Regions from separate parts of the Mus musculus genome. Here region 1 is linked to region 2. The links are chromatin contacts, called in public capture Hi-C maps. All regions are on one chromosome and are shown on one strand. Each heading gives the region's core, a stretch centred on a gene start, on an enhancer-like site or on the middle of the called end of the contact. The rest is flanking DNA. Distances are from core to core; before and after follow the strand shown. Region 1 holds the start of Dchs2 (dachsous cadherin related 2). Region 2 holds the start of Npy2r (neuropeptide Y receptor Y2).

What was found. Capture Hi-C pulls out chosen DNA fragments and counts their contacts.
Region 1: a capture Hi-C map of embryonic stem cells shows a contact between it and region 2, with 4 times the contacts expected there. The contact joins the promoter of Dchs2 here to the promoter of Npy2r in region 2. A contact is called at or near these places in 1 of 39 promoter capture datasets (liver) and 1 of 9 other capture datasets (embryonic stem cells).

The regions. Positions count from the first base shown.
Region 1 is chr3:83,121,739-83,128,868 of GRCm38.p6, reverse strand. It overlaps Dchs2 (dachsous cadherin related 2), which reads right to left and starts at 1,342. Exons shown (of 20, transcript NM_001357165.2): 1 at 1-1,342. The coding sequence starts at 921. It overlaps Gm10710 (predicted gene 10710), which reads left to right. Exons shown (of 1, transcript NM_001358023.1): 1 at 1-3,593. The coding sequence starts at 783. The coding sequence ends at 1,307.
Region 2 is chr3:82,544,360-82,551,166 of GRCm38.p6, reverse strand. It overlaps Npy2r (neuropeptide Y receptor Y2), which reads left to right and starts at 3,082. Exons shown (of 2, transcript NM_008731.3): 1 at 3,082-3,330.

The DNA.
Region 1 (7,130 bases), core at 93-2,592, 580 kb before region 2:
GCGATCAGTAGCACGCACGCGACAAACCTCAGAGCCCGGCTGGGCGTCCTCACGTACTGTGGCGCGGTACTCGCCCTGCTCGAAAACTGGCGGGTTGTCGTTCTCATCCAACACACGCAGCTGCACGTGCAGGAGGCCGGTGCGCCGAGGGCTGCCACCGTCCCAAGCTTCAATGTGCAGCTCGTGCGCTGCCGCCGCCTCTCGGTCCAAGCGCCGCAGCAGCACCAAGTCTAAGGGTTCCAGCGGTGATGAGGACACCGGCAGGGAAGGCGACGCCGGTAACCCCGGCGTCCCATAGCGCAATTGGAAGAAGGGTCCTGTGGGATCCTGGGGCATGTCAGAAGCTTGCAGCAAAGTGTAGCCCTGGATGCTGAACAGTCCCGCGTCCGGGTCCTGGGCTCCTGGCAGGCGGAACGCTGTCCCGGGCGGGCTGAGTTCGGACACGTCCAGCTGCAGGGAGTCGCGGGGAAAGCGAGGGGAATGGTCGTTCACGTCGTTGACGCGGATCTCCACCTGTACCACCTCTCCCAACAGCGTGGCGGCCACGAAGCTATAGTGGTCCTGTCGCTCGCGGTCCAGACGCCGAGCGGTGCGGATGATACCAGTGTCCGGGTGCACGTGGAAGTCGTCCAGCAGCGGGGAGTCATCCGAGTCCTCCGAAAGAAAAAAGCCATTCCCATCCTGTTGCTGAGCTGCTGGCAACCCCGCGCGAATGTCACCCACCAGTGTGTCTGGGGGCAGCCCCTCGTCCACCGAGAGGCTGAGGTTGAACACCTGGGCAGATGAGCCCGAGGCTGCCCACAGCCAGGCGTGGACGAAAAGCCGGAGCAGGGAGCTCTGCGCCCCGGCGCCGCGGGGCCGCCCACGGGGTGACCCAGCCGGCTGACGCCCTTCACCCATCCTTCGCCCAGCAGGGCTCATTTCTCCTCCAGCTCTTTAGGAAGAAGGCTCCGGCTAGCTGCCAGCTTGTATTGGGATCTCAGAGCAACCCAGGAGCCTCTTCAGTATTAAGCCAGGGAAGAAAAGACTTTGGCAAACAAACGAAAAGACCCGGGAGTTCCCAAGGTGGCATCTGCAACTGGTGCAGACGTCCTCTGGCCGCAGCTCACGCAGGCGGGGGCGGCTCTAGCTGCCTCTGCCTCCGCGGCCACCTCTCCAGCCTCTGGATGTCTTTAAGGGAGTCCCATCGCTTTTTCTCTCTTCTTCTATTCCTTTTACATCTGTTCCTTGTTCTGCTCGGCTGGCTGTTTCCCCCTGGTAAAGTCAGGTGCATTATTTCTTTTGCCAAAAAGGAGGAAATTATTTAAAGCGCGCACACGGAGAGGAAGGGGATCCGGCCGGGAAGGGGGTGGAGAAAGGGCGGGGAGGCCGAGGGGGCGCGGGGCGGGAGGAACGGTGGGAGGGGCCGCTCGGGCAGCAGACTGCTACAGGGGCGGCCGCTCCCCCACCCACCCCACTCCACCTCCCGCGTCTCCCGGCGCTGGGGACTCCGTGGAGCCCCCTCTGACTGGGCCTCCTACTCCTTAGTCCCCTCCCCGTGCGTGATGCGGCTCGCACCGGGATGAATTCCAACCTGCGAGCCTCGGTTCTGTAGAAGGACTAAAAAACGGCTAGCCGGATGGACACGCAGCCCCAGACAGTGACGCTGATGGGGTTGTCTGGCTTGGCTTTGCGTGCAAAGTGTACTGGGTTAGGGAAGAGGCCAGTAGCTTGCCCCTAAGCTCGCTCTCTCCATCCTCAGAACAGCCCCTGCAGCGAGCCTGCCCATGGCTCCATGTAAGGTGGGGGTTATATGGTCACTTTAAGGAGACAAACTTGTGCTCTCTATTTGGCGAGAGAACCCCACCTCCTCAGCGGAAGGACAGATGGAGTCAAAAGGAGATGCACAGCTGGGGCCAGTTTGACTGTAAAGCAGGGAAGGCGGAACTTGGAGAAAAAAAAAAGAAGAAGAAGAAAGGAGAAAGAAAACTTCCAGAAATCCCGAAAAAATCTGTGACACACATGGCACGCTTTATTATGCCGAGCTACTATTTAGCAGCGTGCTAGTGTCTTGTCACTCCCCTCTGCCACCTGTGATGACAACAATGGATGGAGCTTGCGGACCTTTTTAGGCATCCAGCGCCATCATACCTGCCAGCATATTTTATGATGATGATTTATGTGCGGATTGACCTTGTGGCATAAGCCCCAGCACACGGCTTTACCTCCAGCCCTATGAGAAGAACCTTGCAGGGATCTGATAGCTCTTCCAAAGTAGCTTAGGGTTGAATCCAAAGACAATTCACCTCAGCCTGTGTAGTCTCGGGCTTCTCTCCTGCTATCCACAGCTATAGATGGAAACTGACAAATGGCCTCTAATAAAGTATGCTCCACCAGAGGAGTCTGCTCTCTTGAGAGCGGCCAGCCATATGTAGCAAAAGGTTTCTGCAATTTTGCATTTCAGCCAGAAGGAAGAATTAATTTCCTAGATACTGTTCTGTGCTAGGGGGAGACCAAAAGGCCAGCATACAGTTCCCCAGAAACCCCAGTGAAACGCCTTCTTATATTGAGTGGCCTATGCATGCCATTGCTAATTAGCAGCCACACCAACCTGTACCCCTGAAAAAATAATAATCAAATGATTTTCTTGGCAGTGTTGTATGTAACCAGAGATGCTATTAAAATAATGTCAGCCTCCCTTTTATCGATCAAGTGCCTTTAAGCATTTGGGAGATCAGGCTTGAGCCTTTGGAGTCTTCTTTCCAACTTAATGCAAAGGCATCAGGAGTCTTACAAAGCACCACAACTACTGCCACCACTGGTCCCTTCTGAGGTGGTTCTCCACCAAGCATTCAGACTGTTTCTAAAGCCAACACTAAGCCTTTAACCCCTATTCAGAACCTACATGATAGCTTCTTGTTTCAGACTCCTTCCTAAATTGCCCACCTTGCTCTTCTTCCCTGCTCATTGAAGAATCTTTGAGTTGTTGAGCTTCCCTGTCTAGATCTCTTTTTGCCCCCCCCCCCAAACAGGCTCCTTCTCCTTCAGGTCTCATGTAAGATGCCAACTGAGGGGACATCTCCCTGACTACCCTCCTTCTAGTGGGAGGGTAAACCTAGATCCTCACATTCTATTTCATTCAAAGTGCCTTTAAGTACCTGAGATCAGCTTGTTTGGTTCATCTGCTTGGTCTATTACTCCAATCTTACCCTCTTCATAGACTTAAAGCGCTGCTTTAACCCACTCCCCATGAGAGAGTCTGAGAGAGTGTTTGGTGAATAGTAGATCACTCTTCACTGTATGTATCCAGTGGCTGGAATAACTGATAGGCAGATAAATGGATGAACTTTTAAACTGGAACTTGGAAACCACAACTAAAGAGTAACTGGCCCTGAGGTCCTTCACTGTACTGAGTCCCAGCTTTGCCTTGCTGGTTTTACTCATCCTGTGAATCTCCTTTGAACCTTTTCAGCTTATGTGAAACTATCATCGTCCAATATTTCCTTGGCACTAAGAGAAAAAGCGGATCTTCTTCCTGCACATGGCACTGACACGGACTTTGTTAACAGAGGTTTAGTTTTGAACAAATGGGAAAATAAAGCTTTGGAAACCTGTTTTCCTGTTGGTTTTATTATTGGAACACACACACACACACACACACACACACACACAATCCCAGTAACATCTCAGTAACATCCCTGAATGCTTTGAACAGATTTCTAGACTGAAAGTCCAGTTCTCCAAAGAAAAGGAGAGGGCTTCTTTGGGTAATGTGGTTGCACAGCCCTGAAAGAGACAAGGCAATGTCTGAGCCTTTGAGGGAAAAAATCGTGGTGTGAGTGGCAATCCCCTTTATCTTTGCAGCTGGTGAAACTTCACTTGGCTCTATAAAGTAGGGCAAGTTATTGAGTTTTGCTAAGTTTCTGTTCTCTTAAGTGGGAGCAATACAAGGATGATGGGAACTTTAAGAGAGGCATTCGAGTGGGTTGCATCACCTGATGCTGGCCTGCGGTCTTGTTTTATGTGGGGAAACATTCTAGGAGATGAGTTGTAATCTCAGCTCTCACTTCTCAGGGCCCAGAGTGTCTGAAGGAAGAGGATGTAAAACCCCCACAATGAAGAGCAGAAACTATCACAGCTAGAAAGGCTTGGGCAAATCCTCCCTGGTGTTACAAGGTATCAGTATGGGCTGGCCATCCTGAAAATCACTTCCTCCTTGACTGAAGACAGTTCTTTGCACTGTGATAATTAAATAGAACAAATAGTTATAAAATGCTGGAACAAAAAGTTTACAACATCAAATGCTATCTAGACCATTGGGACAAAGTTTGTAATGATTAGCCCTGTTCTGCAGGTAAAGAAATTGAGATTCAGATACAGTGCAAGACCAGAGTCACATAGGCAGTGAGTGATTCGGTGGTCCCTGAACCTGGATAGTTCTGCCCTCAGGTCTGTGGTCACTTACTGAGCCCTCCGATGGTTATTTTTATCTGACCTTTCCTTTAAGTACACTGTCTTCTGCCTTCCCACGGATAGCAGTATAGTGATGTAATGAGTTTGAACAGAAGCTGGGCAAAGTGCAATAAATAAATAAATAAATAAATAAATAAATAAATAAATAAATAAATAAGTGGCTGGGATAGACAGCATGTTTGTGGAAATGGAGGGGACAGAGTGGCCACAGGAAATGATTGCCTGGGATTATGACTGAACGCCTCTAAGTCAGAATCCCGCCCAGGCGGAACGATACGGCAGCGCCGAAGGAGCCTCGGTTGGCCCCGGATTGTCCATTTCATCCAGGTTTTCCAGTTTTGTTGAGTACAGCCTTGTGTAGAAGGATCTGATGGTGTTTTGAATTTCTTCAGGATCTGTTGTTATGTCTCCCTTTTCATTCCTGATTTTGTTAATTAGGATGCTGTCCCTGTGCCCTCTAGTGAGTCTAGCTAAGGGTTTATCTATCTTGTTGATTTTCTCAAAGAATCAGCTTCTGGTTTGGTTGATTCTTGGTATAGTTCTTTTTGTTTCTACTTGGTTGATTTCAGCCCTGAGTTTCATTATTTCCTACAATCTACTCCTCTTGGGTGTATTTGCTTCTTTTTGTTTTAGAGGTTTCAGGTGTGCTGTCAAGCTGCTAGTGTATGCTCTCTCCAGTTTCTTTTTGGAGGCACTCTGAGCTATGAGTTTTCCTCTTAGGACTGCTTTCATTGTGTCCCATAAGTTTGGGTATGTTGTACCTTCATTTTCATTGAATAATAAAAAGTCTTTAATTTCTTTATTTCTTCCTTGACCAAGTTACCATTGAGTAGAGCATTGTTCAGCTTCCATGTGTATGTGGGCTTTCTGTTGTTTTTATTTCTACTGAGGACCAACCTTAGTCTGTCATGATCTGATAGGATGCATGGGATTATTTCAATCTTCTTGTATCTGTTGAGGCCTGTTTTGTGACCGATTATATGGTCAGTTGTGGAGAAGGTAACATGAGGTGCTGAGAAGAAGGTATATTCTTTTGTTTTAGGATGACATAGATATCTGTTAAATCTACTTGGTCCATAACTGCATTAATTTCAATGTGTCTCTGTTTGGGTTGTGTTTCTATGATCTGTCCATTGATGAGAGTGGAGCGTTGAAATCCCCCACTATTATTGTGTGAGATACAATGTGAGCTTTGGGGTTTAGTAAAGTTTCTTTTATGAATGTGGGCGCCCTTGCATTTGGAACATAGATGTTCAGAATAGAGTTGTTCTTGGTAGATTTTTCCTTTTATGAATATGAAATATCCTCCCTTACTCTTTTTGATAACTTTTAGTTGAAAGTTGCTTTTATTTGATATTAGAATGGCTGCTGCTTGTTTCTTGGAAACATTTGCTTGGAAAATTGTTTTCCAGCCCTTTACTCTGAAGTAATGTCTTTTTGACACTGAGGTGTGTTTCCGGTATGTAGCAAACTGTTAGGACCTGTTTGCATATCCAGTCTGCTATTCTATGTCTTTTTATTGGGGAATTGAGTCCATTGATGTTAAGAGATATTAAAGAATAGTGATTGTTCCTTCCTGTTATTTTTTGATGTTATTTTTATGTTTGTATGGCTGTCTTCTTTTAGGTTTGTTGAAAGATTACTTTCTTGCCTTTTCTATGATGTAGTTTCCCTCCTTATGTTGGTGTTTTCCATCTATTACCCTTTGTAGAGCTGGATTTGTGGAAAGATATTGTGTAAATTTGTTTTTGTCATGGAATACTTAGGTTACTCCATCTATGGTAATTGAGAGTTTTGCTGAGTATGGTAGCCTGGTCTGGCATTTGTGTTCTCTTAGGGTCTGTATAACATCTGCCCAGGATCTTCTGGCTTTCATAGCCTCTGGTGAGAAGTCTGATGTAATTCTGATAGGTCTGCCTTTATATGTTACTTGATCCTTTTCCCTTACTGCTTTAATATTCTTTCTTTGTTTTCTGTATTTGGTGTTTTGACCATTATGTGACAGGAAGAATTTCTTTTCTGGTCCATTCTATTTGGAGTTCTGTAGGCATCTTGTATGTACATGGGCATCCCTTTCTTTAGGTTAGGGAAGTTTTCTTCTATAATTTTGTTGAAGATATTTACTGGCCCTTTAAATTGGGAATCTTCACTCTCTTCTGTACCTGTTTTCTTTAAGTTTGGTCTTTTCATTGTGTCCTGGATTTCCTGAACGTCTGGGGTTAGGGGTTTTTTGCATTTTGCAATTTTTTGACTGTTATGTCAGTGTTTTCTATGGTATCTTCTGCCCCTGAGATTCAATCTTTTATCCTTGTATTCTGTTGGTGATGCTTGCATCTCTGACCTAGGTTTTATATCTGCAGGGTTGTCTCCCTTTGTGATTTCTTTATCATTTCTATTTCGATTTTTAAATCCTAGATTGTTTTGTTTAATTCCTTCACCTGTTTGGTTTTCTTTTTCTGTAATTCTTTAAATGATTTTTGTGTTTCCTCTTTAAGGGCTTCAAGCTGTTTGCCTGTGTTCTCCTGTATTTCTTTAAGGGAGTTATTTGTGTTCTTCTTATAGTCCTCTATCATCATCATGAGATGTGATTTTAAATCAGTCTTGCTTTTCTGGTGTGTTGGGGTCTCCAGGGCTCACTGTGTTGGGAGAATTGGGTTCTGATGATGCCAAGTAACCTT
Region 2 (6,807 bases), core at 1,833-4,332:
TCAAAAGATGCTTTATTACATTTGCACAAGTGTGTGTAGGGTATGTATGGGTGTGTGTGTGTCTACATGTGTGGTGTCTGTAGCTATGTGTGCAGAGTATGTGTGTACAGAGCATGTGTATAAGTGTGCATATGAAGGTGTGTGCATGTGTGCATGTGTATGTGTGTGTGCATGTGTGTTTGTGTATGTGTGCATGTGTGTGTGTGTGTGTGTGTGTGTGTGTGTGTGTGTGTGTGTGTTTGGGGGGTATATGGAGTTAAGTGGTAATGTGTAGGGACAGATTCTCTCCTTCCACTATGAGGGGCCTCAGGGGTCTAACTCAGGTTGTTAGGTTTGGTGATACCTGCATAACCTACTGAGCCGTCTCACTGGTCTAAGTTTTTAAGAATACAAGTTTTGTTTCTTTAAAAAAAAAAGAGAGAGAGAGAGAGATCTAACCATATTAAATGTAGTTTTTGTAGGTCATCTTATTGGAACCTGAGAACAGGCCTCTGCCTTCAGTTCCTTTGTGTGCTATGTATTTCTTCAGTTCCTTTATGTGCTATGTATTTCTTAGGCTGTGTACATTCTTACCACTTTCTGCTTTCTTCCTCGACCTAGCCTGGGAGCACACAGCTACTGCTGGCTCTACTTATGTAGGCATTTGGGGGTTTCTATCTTCTCCCTATCTGTAGAAGAGTTGGCATCTATTCTGGAAAGGTATGGAATTGCCCAAAGAACTGAACTACTCATCAAGAGAGGAATCTGGTTTGATAATCTTGTCCTGTTTCCATTTAGACTATCATTAATTCAGCAGCTTCACAGGCTGAGGGTCCTTCCTCAGAGCTGTTCATTGTTCCTATAGCTTGTAACATGTGTGCCTTAAAGGCCTTTCCTTAGAACCGGACTGTGCAGTGTCATAAGTTGGCATAGCTATGTCGATAGTGTGCTGCACGGTGGAAGGACTTTCACCTCCCAGATCAGCTTCTCATCCAATCTGTACTTTATTGAAAGACTTAAGTCCTGTGTTCTTTGTTATTATTGGAGTTACAGATCAGAGGGGTATGGAGCATGTGAATCATTTAAGACGCTGGCATGCCTATAAGGAAGTGAGTTCAGTTTTCAGAAAGGGCCGCTTAGAAGCCTTTGTTAATCATTGCTATGAGAGAAGAGTGTTTTGTGCAATCACTGCTTGAAAAATAGGTTAAAATCCTCCAAAACTATTATGTTCAGCAACCCTGCTCATCAGATTTGTTTTGGTCATTTGCTTCTATGTCAGTTTTCAAAAGTTGAACTTGTTAGACACACAGAGTCCTTCCTTCACCGTCCCAATATTAAGAAGCACAGAGAGCTGAACCTGATGGTGCTGCCTGCAACACTGACTCCTAGGGAGGTTAAGTAGGTTCAAGGCCTGCCTGGGCTACATAGAGAACACTGGGTCAGCCTGGGCAACTTAGTAAGATGCAGTCCTCAAACAAAGCAAAAAAACCAAAAACAGAAAAAAAGTATGAATCTGAAGCTCAGAGGCAGAGCAATTCCCAGCTCTTGTGAGGCCACAGGAGTTACTCATTCCCCAGTGTCTCTTTTTTAAAAAAGGAATCTGTTCAACTGAAAGCATATGTGCGAACAAGAGATACTTCCCTAAACCAAAAAAATGCTTACAAAAAGGACTTTAAGCAGAGTGTGTAAAACATCATGGCTTCTCGCAGGCCTGCTGCCTTTTATGTACTGGTAATTGAAAGGCCCACGAAACACTGTTTTATAGGTAGCTTCTTTAGCATGATGTCACATGAATTGAAGATTGATATCAGATTCTATACTTCTTATGACCTATAATTAGGGTGTGTGACTTTCAGTGGCCACGGGACTGAAAATCCATTTCCCAATAAAGGAGTAATTATTACTACGTGGGGGAGTACTTGTCTTTTAAAAATAGGTTAAGTATAACTTTTTTTTTTCGAGACACCTAATCTAAATCGAATCATTGTTTTGTATCCTTCAGAGACATTCTGAGAACTAATGTGGCCATCCTTATTTTATAAATTAAAAAAGAAAGAAAGAAAAGAAAACAACAAGAAGAGTGATCCAATGCAGCGAGGTGACTTGTGCAGCTCTGAGAGACACGGTGGTTAAGACAAGCCTGGCTTCCTGGCTTTCAAGTCTCTACTGCCCCCTTTAAAATCTGAAGGAAAAGAGACTTGTAGCAAACCTCTGGAAAGACTGCTGGTGAATGAAGAGTTTGCAGGGTAAGGTTGAAACAGCCCTCTAGCGTGACTGAAAGTCCTGCATGTCCTCTTTCAGCCTTCGGGCTTCACTCCTGAGGAACATTTCCCGAGGCATGGTCTCCCTGCTCTCTCGAAATCTCGAATGGTGCAAGAACTAAAGGCGAAGAATTTTGAAGTCAACTAATTGGACAAAGAAAGACTGTTTTACGACCCACTGCTGTTCTCTACGTTCTTCCCGAGGGACAGTTTTGCCAGTGTTCCGCTGGGACACCTGGGCTTGTGATCTGAAGGCGCAGGGTTCCAGGGACACCTGTTAAGGGCTTTGCTGCTCCCGTCCCCCAGGCACTGGACTCGTGTTAACCACAGTTCCTGTGCCTGCGCTGTGTGGCAGGGCGCGCTGGCTGTTTGTCCTTGGGATCCAGCTTCTGCGAGGAGTTCGTTCTCCTCCTTGGTTTTTACACAAGGAAACTCCTAGCCCAGAGTGGGATTCTGCCCCTCCACCCCAAGTGTGGAACCTCTCTCCAGCCCACACCCGCAAGCCTGAGGTGTCTGTCGCTGTTCACATAGCCAGGGACCACAGCTCCCTCCCTGCATCGGGGTTCGCCACTGCCCTGCACTTTTCTCTGCAGATTAGGTGAACTCCTAAGTGGAGTGAATAGCAGCTGCAGGGAGTGGTGGCGAGGAACGATGAGGCGCTACGCTGCATAGCGTGCAACTAAGGTTGGAGGACACTAATCTCCAGTCTCTGACTACGGGGAACTTATCTGCCTCACTCCCTCGCTCCGCAGTTCCCCTACCTGTGTCCTTTCCTTCCAGGGCGGCGTTTCTCTCCACTTCTATCTCCGATCCTCCTCCCTCCCCACCCACTCCTACCCGGGGCTCTGAGCTGTGCAGTGCGGGGTCCCTGATCGAGTGGCTTTAGAGGTCCACCGAGAAGCCGAGCAGGCACAGCATTGCAGCTGTTCCGCTTTGCCGCTCCTGCTTCTGATCTCACTTGCTGGCTCACACCAAATCGGACCTGCTTTGGGTGCCTCCCAGGACTGTCTCCAGACTGGCTGTTTAGATAATCCCTTGCTTGAAATTCCTGGATTCCTCATCTGAGAAGGAACGCGCAAGAGTCAATACAGTAAGTAAGTTCAAACTCCAGTTCTCCTTCTGAGATCATGAACAGCCCTAGAGGAGCCCCGGGTCCTGTCAGGGGTAAGAGGGCATGGGGATGTGTTCCGAAGGGGAGCCGCCCACCCCTCCAGGCATTAAGTGGAACACTGGAACTAGGTGGGCTAGTACCACTTCGCTTTTCTTCTTTTGCTGGACTTTTTCTTTTCTGCTGAAGGTTATAGACTGTTCCTTGATTGAGCGCTACAGTATGAGACAGTAAGATATGACTTTGCCCCCTCTTTAAAACTCAAGCACTTTCTGAAGTGCAAGATCATGTAGGGTTTTCTAAGGCTGTTCAAAAATAGAGATTTATTTAGGCTTCCATTCATTTCCCCAAGATGGGGTCACCTACTAGTAGAAGTCTGTGGTTGTGTGGCATGGTGGTGGTGGTGGTGGGGCAGTAATATTTAAATGTCATTCTTAGTAGAGACTAGTCATTAAAATCCCAGTGTCATTTAAGAGACTACACTACTGTCAAAGACAGGAAGCACAAATACAGGAAAGAGAAGCATTCGCTGACTTTTCAGATGATCCATCCATCTCTACTTAGGCAAACAATAATGCCCTGTATGTTGCAGTGTTAAAGACCGCATCTCCCCTCACAGGAGATCCAACAGGTGCAGGCAACTATAGTTTGTAGCATGGAACTTGGGGGTTTTCCCTGGGAAAACAATACTGGAAGGAGGGCTAGACAGGGATGTCACACTTTGCCCACCTGGAGTGACTCTATCTCAGAAATAACTTGCAATTCCAGTGATTTCAGCATGTAGTTAAAGCAGGAGAAGGTTTCTGGCTTATTAAAGAAAGCACCTAGAGCGTCAGAAGGAAAAAAGCATCATTTCCCTTTCTACACTGACTGCTTCTGTAATAAACTCAGTCAAGGGGCACCTGTTCAAGAGAACAGCGCTATTCAGAGTTTTGAATTTCTTGAATAACCTGAATGTCTCATTTTGCCTTGTTTCAAGGAAAGGCTCTCCCCCTTGCCTCTTTCTGGTTTGACTGGGGGCCTCAGGAGTGTCACGCGTGGCAGTGTCTACCCTCACGTTCTCTTTCACTCTCCTACTTTTCCAGAAGTGCTGTTGTGAATGATACATTCTGTGTCCTGGGTAGTGCTTTGCCCAGCCCAGGGCTAGTACTGTGCCTGCATGCAGCTCAGAGTGTTCACAGGGTAATAGCTTGCAGATCGATAGCCATTCCTGCAGAGGAGCTGTAAGACTCCAGCGAAAGGATTTCAGAGGGAAGAAAATGTGATTGAAAAGAAAAAAAAGGAAGTAGTCAATAAATCAAATGCGCTTCTCTTCCCAGTGCCCTTAAATCTGTGCTTACACTCAGCTCGTGGGTGCAACTTTTGCAAGTCTGCTCAACTCTGGTTGCCGTGGATGGTCTGAGTAACTGCTCCATGAAGTCAGTCTCTTAGCTTAGGGAAAATGGGACAGCCAATCAAAGGGGCCAGGGTTCAAATGCCATGTTTTCATAATGGGCAGTGGGGCTGGTATCCCTGGAACGTTCTGTTTGAAATCTATGTTGACTTGTATAGAATGGACCAGTATAGCAACAAAGGAAAACACACAGAAAGTTCCCAGGCCCCTAGAAGTGTGTGTGTGAGTGTGTGTGTGTGTGTGTGTGTGTGTGTGTGTGTGTGTGTGTGTGTAGCGCAGGGGCAGGGGAGATATGAGCATTTGAGAAAAAGAATTCTATGTGGAGCATACTGACAGGCGATTTCAGAGGTTGTAATCAGGAACTGATTTAATAGGGTCTTAGGGCAACCTTCTTGAAGAAGCAAGTAGCAAGTACCAGACTAAGAACAAGCAAACAAACCTGAGGCTGCTATAGCAAGGCAAGGAATCCTTTGTGTTTTTACATTTATTCAAGAAGGGAATTGAAATTATACTTTGTATTAAAAAGGTGGCAGTAGTTATTAATAAAATTGTATTCTCCTTTAGCTTTGTATTGGTTTTGTCCAATAATTGAGTAGCTTTACTGTACCAGAGGGTGCACTGTGAGATTAAACAAAAGGTCTTTAGAGATGGCTGTCCTAGGTTGGTAAACTGGAACAGTCACACTGTGGGCAGTGATTAAAGGGAGAATGAACCTTCTGAATGACCGGAAGAACGGCAGAGTCCTCAGTTCACCACATGGGGAAGCCTGGGGTGTTCTCAACTTGGTAGCCATTCAGTATGACAGAGCAGCAGATGTGTATTGAGATGTCAAGGAGAATCAGGACAGAGTGTCTGCAGGGATGTCGGCAAGCCTTGAGTGCCATAGTAAGGAGCTGAGGTTTACTTTAGTGAGAAAGCAAATTAAGATGTGTTTTGAGCATATCATGAATCAAAAAATTCCATTCAGGGCTGTAGATGCGAAGGAGTCCACGAACAGAGATGGTTATATAAGAGGTGGGGGGATGAAGACTGAAAGTTAGGCCAATTTGAGATTACAAGAATAACACCTTGTTACTACCTTAAACCTAAGGGAGATAGAAAAGTTAGGCAGTGTAACCTAGGCCCGCAAAACACCTCCATCCACCGGAAACCATCACAAGGGGTCTACCCTGTGGTAATCAAGGCCACAGAGGAGCTGCCGAGGCTACCCAGGGTACAGAGAGAGGAAGGAGAAGCCTTGGTTTTTCCTTCCTTTTGCTTTCTCTCCACGCAGCTTTCTCTTTAAACTTATTTATACATGTATAGTGTGTGTGTGTATGTGTGTAGCTTTATGTGTACACGTGTGCATGCATGTTCATATGTATAAGTGTGTGCTAGTATGGGTGTGGTGTATGTGCGTATGTGTGCAGGTGTGGTGTATGTATGTATGTATGTGTAGGGCATATGTGATGTGTACTTAGGGTATGTATGTATGTATGCTTGCATGTATGTATGTATGTATGTATGTATGTATGTATGTGTAAGGTATATATGAATGTGTATAGGGCATATATAATGTGTTATTAGGATATGTATGTATGTATGCATACATCCATGTGTGCAAGTGCAGGTATGACATAGCATACATACAGGGGTGAGGACACAACTTCAGGCCAAGGTTTTTACTCATCACCTTGATTCTTTTTGAGACTGGGTCTCTACATCCACCAGGATGCCTGACCCATAAGCTTCTGAGAGTTCTCCTGTCTGTCAGAGTAGCTGCATTATAGCTGTGCACTAAGCTTCCAGCTGTACATGGGCTCTTTTCATATCTCCCCACTTGCAGGGCAAGCTCTTTATTCACTGAGCCAACTCCCCGCAAGCCTCCTGCTTTGTAATCTCCTTCCAGTGCCTTGCATTGATTCAACCCAACCAGGATCCTGATTAAGTGGGAGCCTGAAAGTGAGGGAGGGTCTTATGCAGCTCAGTGGTTCAGAATAGGACAGAGGCAGGAAAGGTGGGAAGTAGAGCAGGGGCAATGGGGCCAGCCAGCATGGGTTGTGAGCTCAATAAGTGTGATTCATCTA